3 separate regions of the Mus musculus genome follow, and regions 2 and 3 are each linked to region 1. A link is a contact called in public promoter capture Hi-C data. All regions are on one chromosome and are shown on one strand. The core of a region is the stretch at or near the end of the contact, and the rest is flanking DNA. Distances in the headings are between cores, read along the strand shown.

Evidence for each region. Promoter capture Hi-C pulls out the DNA fragments that hold promoters and counts their contacts.
Region 2: a promoter capture Hi-C map of liver shows a contact between it and region 1, with 3 times the contacts expected there. The contact joins the promoter of Mamstr here to the promoter of Slc17a7 in region 1. A contact is called at or near these places in 6 of 39 promoter capture datasets (the C10 cell line, cranial neural crest, liver and 1 more) and 2 of 115 datasets of contacts at active chromatin or transcription factors (acute myeloid leukemia and bone marrow-derived macrophages).
Region 3: a contact with region 1 is called in a promoter capture Hi-C map of second pharyngeal arch cranial neural crest. The contact joins the promoter of Ruvbl2 here to the promoter of Slc17a7 in region 1. A contact is called at or near these places in 19 of 39 promoter capture datasets (the 3T3-L1 cell line, 3T3-L1-derived adipocytes, the C10 cell line and 14 more), 2 of 15 datasets of contacts at CTCF or cohesin (embryonic stem cells and large pre-B cells), 16 of 484 Hi-C or Micro-C datasets (B cells, the G1E-ER4 cell line, the HL-1 cell line and 7 more), 23 of 115 datasets of contacts at active chromatin or transcription factors (the 230-238 cell line, the SCID.adh cell line, acute myeloid leukemia and 15 more) and 5 of 9 other capture datasets (adipose tissue, embryonic stem cells, liver and 2 more).

What each region holds. Positions count from the first base shown.
Region 1 is chr7:45,161,575-45,165,771 of GRCm38.p6, forward strand. It overlaps Slc17a7 (solute carrier family 17 (sodium-dependent inorganic phosphate cotransporter), member 7), which reads left to right and starts at 2,347. Exons shown (of 12, transcript NM_182993.2): 1 at 2,347-2,570. The coding sequence starts at 2,509.
Region 2 is chr7:45,637,582-45,641,778 of GRCm38.p6, forward strand. Mamstr (MEF2 activating motif and SAP domain containing transcriptional regulator) reads left to right here and starts at 2,396. Exons shown (of 10, transcript NM_172418.2): 1 at 2,396-2,449; 2 at 3,121-3,258; 3 at 4,197. The coding sequence starts at 3,201. It overlaps Rasip1 (Ras interacting protein 1), which reads left to right. Exons shown (of 12, transcript NM_028544.1): 11 at 289-436; 12 at 1,104-1,511. The coding sequence ends at 1,303. A030001D20Rik (RIKEN cDNA A030001D20 gene) reads right to left here and starts at 1,177. Exons shown (of 2, transcript NR_152217.1): 1 at 1,102-1,177.
Region 3 is chr7:45,432,174-45,436,370 of GRCm38.p6, forward strand. Ruvbl2 (RuvB-like protein 2) reads right to left here and starts at 2,291. Exons shown (of 15, transcript NM_011304.3): 1 at 2,079-2,291. The coding sequence starts at 2,090. Gys1 (glycogen synthase 1, muscle) reads left to right here and starts at 2,666. Exons shown (of 16, transcript NM_030678.3): 1 at 2,666-2,997. The coding sequence starts at 2,880.

The DNA of each region.
Region 1 (4,197 bases), core at 1,097-3,596:
GCCTCCTGAGTGCTGAGATTGGAAGCATGCGCCACCACTCATGGCTTATGTATAATTTTTAAAGATTAAGCACAAAAGCCTGGCATGGTGGCTCATGCCTTTAATCGGGGCATTTGATTTCTGTGGGCTTAAGGCCAGCTGGTCTACAGAGTGAATTCCAGGACAGGTAGGACTATGTAGACAAGACACTGCTTAAAAAAATAAAAAATTAAAAAATAATCCAAAGTTGAGAACATTGCCATACAACTTCTGAGAAAAGTTGGTAAAGTCAGAAGGATGACCGTTCAGAAGCCAGACATGGTGGGTATGCCTGCAATAACATTCTCTGGAGGCGGAGGCAGTAGGATAAGTTCCACACAAAGTCTGTACAACCGCCAGACTTGTGTATCCTGCTCCAGGATGCGAGCAAGCAAACTGGAGACCCCTGTCCACGTGAGGGCGCCAGGAAGCTTTAGACTCTAAGGCTTCTTAGCTAAAATTGTATCTCCTAGAACGGGCTAATAGAAACGTGCAGTGGTGAGGAGAACGAGCCTAACTTCCAAGCGCAAAGGCCACTGGGGCTTGTAGTCCAGACTGAGGGCCTCCCTGGGCAACCTAAGGTCTAGTTTCTAGGTCCTAAAAAAGCTCGAAGATTGGGTGCGTTCTTCCTTTCTCCGTCGCCATGGTGATGGTGCGGGCGACGGCCCGGGATTTGGCAGCCGCAGGGCCCCCTTCCCACACCCTCCTCCTCACCATCTGCTCCTCCCTCACACCTGGCCGCGAGCCGCGGACGCCACCTCCGCACGCAGTCCGGGACTCCATGGCCACCAGGTGGCGCGTCTGCGCGGCTCAGCCTGCTGCCCTCCTCCCCGGGGACTTGTCAATCAGAGACAGAGCTGAGACCCACCATCCCCGCCCGCCACTCGATCGGCTTCGCTGGTCCCCTCCTGGGCCGGGTCATGAAAATTTAATCCCAAATGCATTTGTAGCCTGACACGGGGAGAGAGACGGTGGGAACACCAACACCCTGCTAAGGCATAGAACTTGGGATGCACTGGGAGAAGCATTGGCGTGGAGTGCTTCAGGGCCATTTTAGAGTTGGGGTTACCCCCAAGGGATGGGAGTGGAATTTACGGGTGGAAAGAGGACTTAGTGGGTGGGGACAGATCGTGGAGCCCGAGTGGAAGTCACTGCTGGGACACACATGGAGGAAGGAGTCAGACTCAAGGGGAGGAGCCAGGCACAGAAGGCAGAGACAGAAGATAGACAGCAAGTATGTAGGACTCCAAACATACTTGGGGAGCAGGGACAGAACTCAGAGGGAGGAGACATAGCTCAGTTGATGGGGCCCAGACTCAAAAGAATATCATAGAGTCTAAGCAACCGGACACACTCTTGGGAAGTGAGGAAGGACACCATGGGGCACGAACGGCAGTAGTGGTGAGCCTGGTTATAGCTAGCAGAGTTCAAAAGGATGGAAGGAGAGGGAGTTGAAACTCAGGGAGAGAAAGATGGGGTGCAGATTAAAAAAAAGTGAATTCAAGGGGAAAAGTGGAACCCGAAAAATGAGAGAGCCAGTCCAGTTCAGCGGCACGCCTGTATCCCCAGTATGCCCAACAAAGGAAAAAGGGGGCCGGAGAGATGGCTCAGCGCTAATAGGCTGCACTCCAGAGGACCTGGGTTCAGCTCCAAACACCCACATGGCAGGTCACATCTCCTCCAATGCCAGTAGGCATACAAATAGTACACAGATATATAATATGCTAGCAAAACATGCATACCTAATTAAACTTTAAAAGAATAAACTTTTTTTTTTCGAGACAGGGTTTCTCTGTATATCCCTGGCTGTCCTGGAACTCACTCTGTAGACTAGGCTGGCCTCGAACTCAGAAATTTGCCTGCCTCTGCCTCCCATGCCTGTGCCTTGAATTCACACAGATTCACTTGCCTGCCTCCTGAATGCTGGAATTAAAGGTGTGCGGCACTCAAAAAAAAAATTTTTTTTTTTAAAGAAAAAAAGAGTGAAGGAGAGGAAGCAAGCCAAAGGTCGGATGGGAATAGAGCTCAGAAGCAAAGAGATCTGGGAAGAGACTCAAAGAGCTTGGAACGTGCAGAGTATCTGGGGAGTGTATTATAGTGGGGAGCGAGGCAACTCGGAGTTCAATCCCAGGGACGTGGCCTTGGGGTGGACAGGTGGAGGCTCTAGGATGGAAGAGCTGAAAGAGAGAGGGGTCTAGCCTGCAAGCCAAGCCAAGAGAAACTGGCCTAGCATCTCCAGGTAGCCTGTTGGAAGGAGAGGGCGGGTCCTTCCTACAAGGGGTGGGGCCTCCTTTGGTGGGCGTGGATGCCCCGCCCCGCCCCGACGCTGAGTCCGCTACAGCCCCGGGCAGCGGGCACTCGCAGCCTGGTTCCCCCCCGAGCGGAGCTGCGGGGCCGGGCCGGGCCGGGGCGGACCCCGGGATCCCGGACGCGGCCGCCCGGGCCCGCGGGCGGGGGGATTGGCAGGGGACCCGCGTGGGCACAGCCACCATGGAGTTCCGGCAGGAGGAGTTTCGGAAGCTGGCGGGGCGCGCCCTGGGGAGGCTGCACCGGTGAGCCTGGTGGGGTTCCTGGGAGGGTAAGGATGAGGATGCCCCCTTTCCATCTGAGAGCAACTGACAGAGGGAGAAGAGAGGCGACACCCAGGCACAATGTGGGGAGGCCCACCCATCTGTTCAGGATTCCGTCCTGTCAGTGCTGTCCTTCCACTCTGCCTAGTTCATCATCGCTTCCCCCTCCCCCCTGGTCCCCCGCACCTCGGGCTCGACTTTTCTTTGGGATTGTGTGTCCCTCCCTATTCTCTGGATCTCTGTCCACCTGTCTTCTCGGTCTTTTACTTTAGATATGTCCTCTCTCTGGGTTCTTCTTCCCACTGGGTGTCTGTCCCCTCTCTCTGATTAGGAGCCAATGCGGGCGCCCACTAGCTGTCCATCAGTCCTGACTCTGACTCTTGTATTCCCCTTCCTCTCTTCTTCCCTGGACCTCTGGTCCCCACTTTGATCTGTCTCTCTCAGCATCTCTGACTGTTCACCCGCTATCTCCCCACCCTGGCTCTCTCCACCTCTCTCCTCTTTCTCAGGTTCATTCCCTAGAGGCTTTTAATCTGGAGCTAAAGCGGATTGGGGCTGTTAGTTCTTGTCCTTGAGGGGGGTTAATCTGAGAGGGAAAAACTGGGGTATCCTAGGTTCTGGGGGTGAGGGGGATGAAGGGAGTTTCAGGCCACAAAACCAAATTAATCTTGCGGGTAATATGGACTTCCCAAGGGATATAAGCTAGAACTGGGCGATATTTGCTCCCACCAAGGGCCATGATTCTAGTGACCCCAGTGTCCCTTGAGGTAGCCTGGACACCTCCCAGCCTCTCACCCCCAACCCCAGCTCTGGCTCCAAGTCAGAGAAATTACTCAGCTCTTGAGAGGCCTAAAAATATCTATCCACAGTGCGGGGAGGAGATGGCCTCGTGGGCATAGTGCCCTCCACACAGGGCCCTAGTCCACCTTTACATGTTCCTCAGTCCATCTTACTGGGCCACCCGAGGATTATGCTAGTGATGGTCCAGCTTGCTGTACCTCACCTCCTAGATCCAAAGTTAACCCCAACCTCTAGTAACATGAGAGGGATGAGGTGGACAGAGGAAGGCAGGAAGGTGCAGTGTGTGTATGTGGCGGCGGGGGGTGGGGGGGAGGCGAGCTGTGGAGGGGGGAGCTGAGACAGCTTCACCTCTTCATTTTCCAATTCCCAGCCCCTCCCCACCCTTTTTTCTCGCCTCCTTTCACGAGTTTCTCAAAATACACCAGCGTGAAGTCAGGGGAGCTAGAGAAAGATGTGCTGGTGGAGGGGGCTGGGAGGGGGGTGACAGCAGGAGACAGGTGTTCCTCAGGCCCCCTCCCTTAGCCTCTCTATCTCCCCTCTGGGTCTCCAGTCTCACCTTCTCTTTCTGAATTCAGAAACCCCAGAGACAGGAGAAGCAGCAGAACATTGGGAAGGGGGGCAAGCAGTTATTTGCAAACAAAATCCCGAGTTTACTTTGACAGTGGGGGGTATTATTGGTACACAGGTCATTCTCCTTCCCAAGTCCCAAATGAGAGCTCAGAGCGATAGATGCTCCTGGAGATGAGTGCTGCTAGCTTAGCGGGGAGGGGGGGTCTCTTGGACCAGGTAACCCAGGGTGACTTGGGAC
Region 2 (4,197 bases), core at 1,146-3,645, 480 kb after region 1:
ACTGCTAAGCCTTCACCCCAGGCCCTTCACTTCACTGATTTCTATCTTATTACAGTACTGGGGATTGAACCCAGAGAGTTGCATATGCCAGGCAAACACTGCCGCTGACCTGCATCTCCAAGACCCCTTTTTACTTTTTAATTTTGAGATAAGAGTTTCACCATGTTTCCCAACCTGGCCTTGTACTTTGAATCCTCTTGCCTCAACCTCCTAAGAAACTGGGATGGCTGGCCTGCCCTATGGGACCCAGCTGTGACCACAGACGTCTAACTTGGGGACTTCCCCTAGGCTTCATGGAGCAGCTTACGGACTGACTACCCCACCCTGACTCCAGCTCAGCTCCACCATCTCCTCAGCCACTACCAGTTGGGTCCTGGCCGTGGTCCCCCACCAGCCTGGGACCCACCACCTGCAGAGCGGGATGCTGTGGACACAGGTGTGCAGATCCGGGCTAACGAACATTGAGATGTCTTCTTTATTTGAGACCTAAGAGTCCCTGTTCCCAGCCCTTCCCACTTTCAGTTCCCAGGGTTCAGATGCCCTCTCTGAAGGGCTTAAAGACTGGCTGCAATTATAACAGTAGCAGGGCTTGCTTACTTTGCGGTCCCCTTCAGTAAGTTAAGAAGAGTTCAAACATTTCATTGTTTTTTTTACTTAGACTTAATCTCTTAGCCTCGTCTCTCCACATCTCTTGCCCTAACCCAACTAACAGAGGGATAGGTTTCTCAATCCTCAGAAATCTCCCAAGGTTCCCCAGCCCATCCTCAAGGTTCCAGGGTACCTGGGACCCTATTTTCCTGGTAATGGGCCTTTTTTCCCTAGTTTTCTTGGCTTTTCAAGATAGGATTTCTCTCTGTAGCCCTGGCTGTCTTGTAACTCTGTAGATCAGGCTGGCCTCGAACTCAAAGAGATCCACCTGCCTCTGCCTCCAGAGTGCCGGGATTATGTGTCACCTCCTCCCCCCTCCCCACACACACGTTTTAGCTAAAATTCCCGTCATCCTTTGAAACACAGGGAACCCAGTCTCATCGTTTCTTACTTAAGGAGATAGACCACCTCACACTCATGCTGAGTTTTTAATTCGGTTTTCCTCGTACTCACAGGGGATATCTTTGAAAGTTTTTCCTCGCACCCTCCGCTCATCCTGCCCCTGGGCAGCTCACGCCTGCGCCTCACCGGCCCTGTGACAGATGACGCATTGCATAGAGAACTGCGCAGGCTCCGTCGCCTCCTCTGGGATCTTGAACAGCAGGAGCTGCCAGCCAATCATCGCCATGGACCCCCGGTGGCTTCGACACCTTGAAAACCAATGAGAAAGGAACGCGCGCAGCTTGAAACTGCATCGCTTCTTAAAAGGGAGCCCGCCTGGGCGTAGAGCATTTTGGGAGTTGTAGTTTTCCCTGCGTAGACGGCTGAGAGTTTGAGTTGTTGGGTTGGTAGACGATGGGACAGTGGGAAGATGGGCTTGGGATGTGAATGCCAAGAAGTAATAAAAATATCTGTGGTATTGACCTCACTTGTCAAGATTTGGGGGCCTTAGCAAAGATTTTTTTTTAAGGTGCCAGGGACTGTGCTTGGAACGTTGGGCGTCTGCCGAGTTTGGGGAGATATTTCTAGCCATGGCCTCAGCTTGCCCTCTAGCACGAAATGTGACCCTGTAGTACTGAGCACTGTCACACAACTCGGAACACAGCCTGGACCATGTTCTTCTGAATATCAGACCCCATGTACTACCAGTGAGAACAGGTCATCACCATCTCCCTCTTACCTACAAAGTCCAAACTTTAGCTTTCTCCCCCCAGTCCTTCCGATGCTGTCTGCCTACTGTGCACACCGCTGACTTCCAACACCCAGCACCTCTCGGGTACTAGTCCTATTCCATCAGATCCAAGAATGCAAACCTCAGCTCTCCTCTCCCATACCAGAGGCCTAAGACTCCGTCCACCACCCTCAGACCCAGAGTCCTGACTTCTGCCCCCTTCCTTTTTAGAACTAGGAGTCTGGGCCTCATGTTTGAACTTTCCCCTCCTCTGAACTTGACTCCTACTGCTGTGTCAGGAAAAAAAGAACCAACAGGTGGCACCTGCCGGCAGGGTCTGAACACGACCACCTGCCGCTGTTGCTCACCCGGGTCCCTCTCTCTGCACCTGCTCCTGTCTGTCGCCAGTGACCGCTCCACCCAACCCACAGCTCGGGACTCGGGGGAGGAGATAGTAAGGGAACCCTCGAAGTGAGCCAGGCCGGTCCTCACGGCGTGTGTGTCCCGCCCCTTTTCTGGGTCCTTGCAGGGCTTCTGATCCAAGGCTCGCTCTCTTGACTCCCACTCGCCCTAGAAAGGGGAGTCGAGGGCGGCCCAAGGCTTGTGGGGTGGAGCCTAAGGTCTCCAGCCTAATCCGGGAGACTCCACCCGCTTCAAGGCACAGCTGAGTAGCTGAGAGGAGCCTACCTGGTGAGAAGCCCCTGGGGTAGATATGGGGATTTTTTTTTTTCATTTTACCCTTCATTCTCCGTTCTGGTTCCCCCTTCTGGTCCCAATATCTTTCCCACAGAGCCCCGTGCATGACACTCAACCCATTCTGTTTCAGGGACCCCTATGTTTCCCAGACACTTGTCATATTCTTTGATTCCCGTCTGTCCTAGAATCTTCGATTCTAGTCCCTAACAGCATGCAGTTCTCGTCCTTAATCTCCTCCTCCTTCAGGGTTCAGACTCCAGACGACTGCTTCCTGCACTTTCAAAGGCCCAGAACTCCAGATTCCAATGCTCTCCCTCTTAGATGCAGGAGCCCATGACGCAGGTCCTTCCTGTACCGCCAAGATCCAGGGATTTAGACCCAGCCCTTTTGCTTCCGACTCAGAACTCCAGGCCCAAAGCCTTCTACAGACACAGCAGTCCATGCCCAAGTACTTCTCCCTCCAGCCAGAACTCCAGGCCGCAACCTTTCTTCAGTCCTAGGGCTCCAGGCCCCAGCCCGTGTCTCTCACACCCGGAGGTTCAGGACCAGCCCTCCTTTCTCAGACCCAAGGGCCCAGAGACCAGTCATCCCCCAAAAGAGCTGATCTGGCCCAGTACTTTTGTCTCTAACCTTTCACACTGTCTCCAAAATTCCCCCAATGGCAGCCTCCCGTCATCCACTTTGACCCTGCCGCGCTCTGGTGGCTCTGGCTTCCTCTGTCCAGGTCTCCACCTCAGCCTTGGCAATGACCCTGGCAGCCTCCTCCCAGCGCTCCCAAATCATCCGTTCCAAGTTCCGCTCTGGTGAGAGGTTGCTTGTCTCTATGCATGTGGGGAGGGGTCCCGGAGCCAGGGCCCAGGGTCCCAGTAACATGATTCTCTGGCATGCGTGAATCGACCAGTGGTGTTCACATACAATGTCACTTGTGCTATGGAGTGGAGTAGTAGATGAATGTGCACATGGCTTGCTAAGCCATAGGTGGTGACACCCAAGAGTGCATATGTTGCAAAGGACTTAAACTGACCTGTAGGCAAAGCAGAGGAGCAAACTGAGACCTGAAGTGCATGTGTGTGTGGCAGGGGGACCAAGAGCTATCAAGCCTTGAAAATGTCATTAGCCAGGATTTGTTGCCAATGCAAAGAGTTCTGAACACTCAGAGAGGAGCAGAAATGTGCACTGGAAACTCTTTGCCCCCAAACTGAGGGTCAAGTCTTGAACATGTGAGTGACATTCCTGTGGGTGCATGCCAGCAAGAGTAAGTTGGGGTGGGAAGTCATGTAAAGTTGTAGTGCAAACTAGAGTCCAGAGAGATTTGAGCTCCAGGGTTTAGTTTGCAGGGTGCTGGCTGTGGGGAATTCGAGGGGCAAAGGGGTGCGTGGATAAAAGGAAGTGAGAGGTTGATGAGTCAGGTTGGCAAGATGGCGACTGTGCCAGGGTGGTCACAGACTCCTGAAGTGGCAGGTGGAGCCAGGAGCATGGTTGCCTCTCGGCTGAGGCTGGCTAGCTTACAGTCTCAGGAGTGGCTCTGGCCCAAGATGCTTAGCTGGCAGGAGCAGGCAAGAGGCCCTGGGAAGGGAGAGGGAGCAGGCTGCCTGCCCACCCGCCCGGCCCGGGGAACGTAAAGGGGCTGGGCTGGGCACGTGTGTCCCGCCAACAACTGCAGCTCCCACCCACCAGCCAAGTCAGGCTCTGGACACTCCCTTCCCGCTTTCCCTGTCCCACCTCCCTTTTCCTTCCTTAGT
Region 3 (4,197 bases), core at 1,041-3,540, 270 kb after region 1:
ACTGACTGCACACATGTGGTGGCTCACAGCTGACTCTAACTCTGGTTCCGGAGATCCAATACCTTCTTCTGGCCTCCTCAGGCATAGACGTATCCGGAGGGAAAACACCCATACACAGAAAACATGGTGAATAAACCCTCACGTTGAAGGATTCTTTTTTGTTGTTGTTGCTTTGGTTTTTTTCGAGACAGGGTTTCTCAGTGTAGGTAGCCCTGGCTGGCCTTGAACTTAGAAATCCACCTGCCTCTGCCTCCCAAGTGCTGGGATTAAAGGCATGCGCCACCACTGCCCAGCTTGGGTTGAAGGGTTCTTATATGAAGTATCCAAAAGAGATGCCAGAAATACAAGGTAGACTAGTGGTTGCCAAAGGCTCGGGGAGGGAGGTGTGGGGACACTGGAGGGTGCCTGCTAGGATGCACTTCTGCAGCCACTGGGGAGGCTGAGTCAGAAAGAGTGCCTCGAGTCTGGAGCTAGCCCAAGCTAAAGGGTGAAAACAAGAGACCGATAAATCCAGGCGGTGGACCCTTGAACATCTTTTCCTATTTTTTACGAACCTAAGAAACCACAAAGCTAAGCGGCCCTCAACCACAGCTCAGGATGCCTCCTCCTGGAATGGAACAAGGCCTTCCAGGATAGCCCACAGCCCAGGACCATTTACTGCCTGTCTCTTGCTGTGGGAGCCTTCACCTTCCTCTTTTTGTAGGAGATTGTGTGGACTGCAGGAGCATGAGACCCCCAAACTACTGTCACACACAGGCAAGCAAAGGCAGGCCCTTCCTCACCATGGTAACAGCAACAGACGCCACTGACCTCCCTACAACTTGCCTGGGCCCAACCCCAGAATCAAGGACACCACAAGGCCACAAGATTTCTTCACTGGGAAGTCTGAGGAGCTAGTGCCAGGCCCAATATGCCCGGTCTCACTTCCTGGGCTTTATTCGCTCACTGTAACATTCAACTAACTGTGCGATGGCACAGACACGTGCCCTAGGTGAGGTTCTGAAAAATACAGTCTCTGGACAAGACCCCATGCTCTGAACCCAGACTCTATTTCTCTTCCTCACTGTCACACTCCTGGCTTCGGACACACTTTCCTGTGACCTGTGCTCTCAAGCACACAACACAACTTCCCACTTACTAATCTTCCCCAGAAGACCAGGGTACCAGTCTCAGACCTCGCAGGACACTGGGATGAGACTTTGGAACTGGTCACTGACTACATCAAGAGGCAGACGAAGTTTCCAGAACGCATTGTGGGATGAACCACGACTCTGTCACTCCAGGCTCTGGCTAGTCACTCATTCACAGAGAAATCTGAGTGTCTACATGACTCTTCCATCAGACCCAGGATTCTTTCTGTTGTTGTTTCTCTGTGTAACCCTTGGCTGTCCTGGAACTGGCTCTGTAGACCAGGCTATCCTCAGACTCACAGAGATCCACCTGCCTCTGCCTCCCAAGTGCAGGCTTTCACTACCATGCCTGACATCTAGGATTCTGAATACATTGTTGCCTTCTCTACTAGCTTCTAAAGCCACAATGAAGCTCCTTCCTCAGTGGTCAATACACTTCCTCCACATCCAGGAGTCCAGGTCCAGCCCTCTTCTATTAGGCCCAGGCACCCTCCCTAGCCCTCCTCCTCCTCCAAACCAGGCCTCATCCACTGTGATCGTCCCTCCGATCTAGGGATTCAGGCTCTAGCCTGCCTACCTCAAACACAAAGGTGCACACACCAGCCTGCTTCCCTCAGACCCTGGTATCCTCTCCTCCCAACACTTCCCACAGATCCATGTGTCCTCCCAAGCCCTCCTTGGCGACTTCCTCAGCCCCCTTCCGTCAGATTCATGCATTCTCCTCTGCTCTCTTCCTTTAGACACATGCATTCTCCTCTGTATCCATTGCTCAGACTCGGTGTCCTCAGCATCCTCCCTCTGACTCGGGAGTACTCCCCAGACCTCCTCCGTCAAACCAGGCATCTTCCTTATCACTCCTCCCTCAGATACAAGAGTCCTCTCCAGCTCCCTCCTTCAGACTCTCTAAGAAGGGTCATTGTCGGTCCTCCACATGCACCCAACACTTACCACGGTTGCCATGATGCACACCAACCGCCAATGCCTCAGCGGAAACGGAAATCGGCTAGGAGCGCGGTCTTTATCCTCTCTAGGCTCCCGGTCATCCAGTCATCTCTATGGCCCATAAGATATATAAAATTCCTGTAGGGGGCGTACACTAGGCCGCGCCCAGCCCGCGAGGCTAAATTGGAAAGCCGGTGTTCTGAATCCCGGGTGGGTTCCTGACGTCTCTTGCTCCTCCTCCTCTTACCTAGCCTCCTCCCCCCTCCTTCCCCCCCGCCCTGCAACTGCTAAGTCCGATTGCAAAATTCTGAGCACATTTTGTAGCAACCACACGTCCTCCACGATCCCTTCCCTCTCTGTCCAACCTTCCTCACCAAATTGGGCCTACAGCTGAGATTGACAGCTCTGTTCACCAATCACTTCCATGCTGCGTAGAAACAAGCCCCGCCCCCGCAGCTCCCCAGGAGCCTCTGGCCAAGGAAACTGGATTCTATCCGCCAATAAGTAGACGCAATAGCCCCCGCCCCCCAGCCGCCGACCAATCGTGCTAGACCAGCAGGGTGGGCAGTGCCTCCTGGCGGCCACGAGGCTTCACTGCAGCTGCCCGCCCGATTCAGTGTCTCAGCTCACCCTACCTGAGTCGGAGCGCTCTGGGGCGGGGGTGCGGTCGTGCAATAGGAAGCGGAGCGCCTTGCAAGCTTCCCCTGGGACACCCGCTAACTCTACCGGTCACCAAGTCTGCTGCGTTCCCAGCCGATCTCTCTGGTTTCCAGTTTTGGTGCTCGAAGTCCCCTGCCCGCAGTAGCCATGCCTCTCAGCCGCAGTCTCTCTGTGTCCTCGCTTCCAGGATTGGAAGACTGGGAGGATGAATTCGACCCCGAGAACGCAGTGCTTTTCGAGGTGGCCTGGGAGGTGGCCAACAAGGGTGAGAACGTCAGCGTTGGTCCCTTGACCAAGAAGGGCAGGCGAGGATGGGGCCCCGAAACTCCGTTTCAGACGGGAAAAGAGTTACGTGGAGGAGTCTTGGGTCCTGGGAAAAGCGCCTGTGACTTCTGTGTCCTTGTGAAGGGGCTGGAGTAGGCGTCCTAGGCCCTGGGGGGAAGGGACAAGAGACTACTCTTAAGATGGAAGGAGGCTTCAGGTTCTGCAATCTAGGGAAGAGGGCACTCAGAGAAAGATTCCTGGGTCTTGAAGGGAGGTTTTCGAGGGCCGAGAGACCTGAGATCTAAAAGTGGAAGGAGTTAGTGCATCTAAGCCCAAGGAACACTGGAGCTTTTGGGTCTGTGGTCCAGAGGACGTGACTGTGGAGTTGGGGTGTTCCTAAAGGTTGGGATTCATGGATTTTTCAGGGGGCATAGCGGACCTGAACCAGTGTAAAGCCAAGAGGGGCTTGGAGACTCAAATTCTTAGATACAAGGTGGGAAAGAGTTGGGAACTTGAATGTCGAGTTTGAAGGAGCCCAGGGCCTAAGTCCTGGCTTCCTATGTAGTGAGGTGCCTCCCTCCCTGTGGACTGGGAAAGCTGGAAGTCCTAAGTTGGTCAGGAGCTGGGCCCTAGGATGGGAGGAACCCACCCACAGTATGTATGGGAGATCACTAGCTTCTCGCTCATGAGAAGGCTGGGCTGGGAATCCCAGCAGCTGGGCCTTGTGGATCTGAACATTTCCTTTTCTGGATCCTGGGGAGAAAGAGACTAGGTCTCTCAGCATGTTGGGAGATGGCAGACTCAATGCTGTGTACTACCAGGGTACCAGTTTCAGGTGAGAAGGCTGAGGACCCAGATTCCTAAATCTGAGGTGGGGTCACAGGAGGAGCAGGGCCCAGCAGTCCCTGTGTCCCAGCCCAGGGCTAGCATCGTTAGGGGCCCTGAAGGTGTGGAATAATAAGTCAAGCTTCCCTCAGGTAACTGGGTAGCTGGATAGGGCCATGTACCATTTTTCCCACTGCATCTGAAAGTCAAGAGCTTTAGAGCCTTCCTGCTCCTAATTCTCTAAGAATTAGGAGACTAAAGAGTGCTTCCTGTGTCATGACCAGGAGTCTAACTGGAGCCTGCTCCTCCCTCAGCATCCTGATTTCAGTCCCCTCTCTCCATAAACTCAAGAGGGCTATCCTCAGGTTTGCTTTTC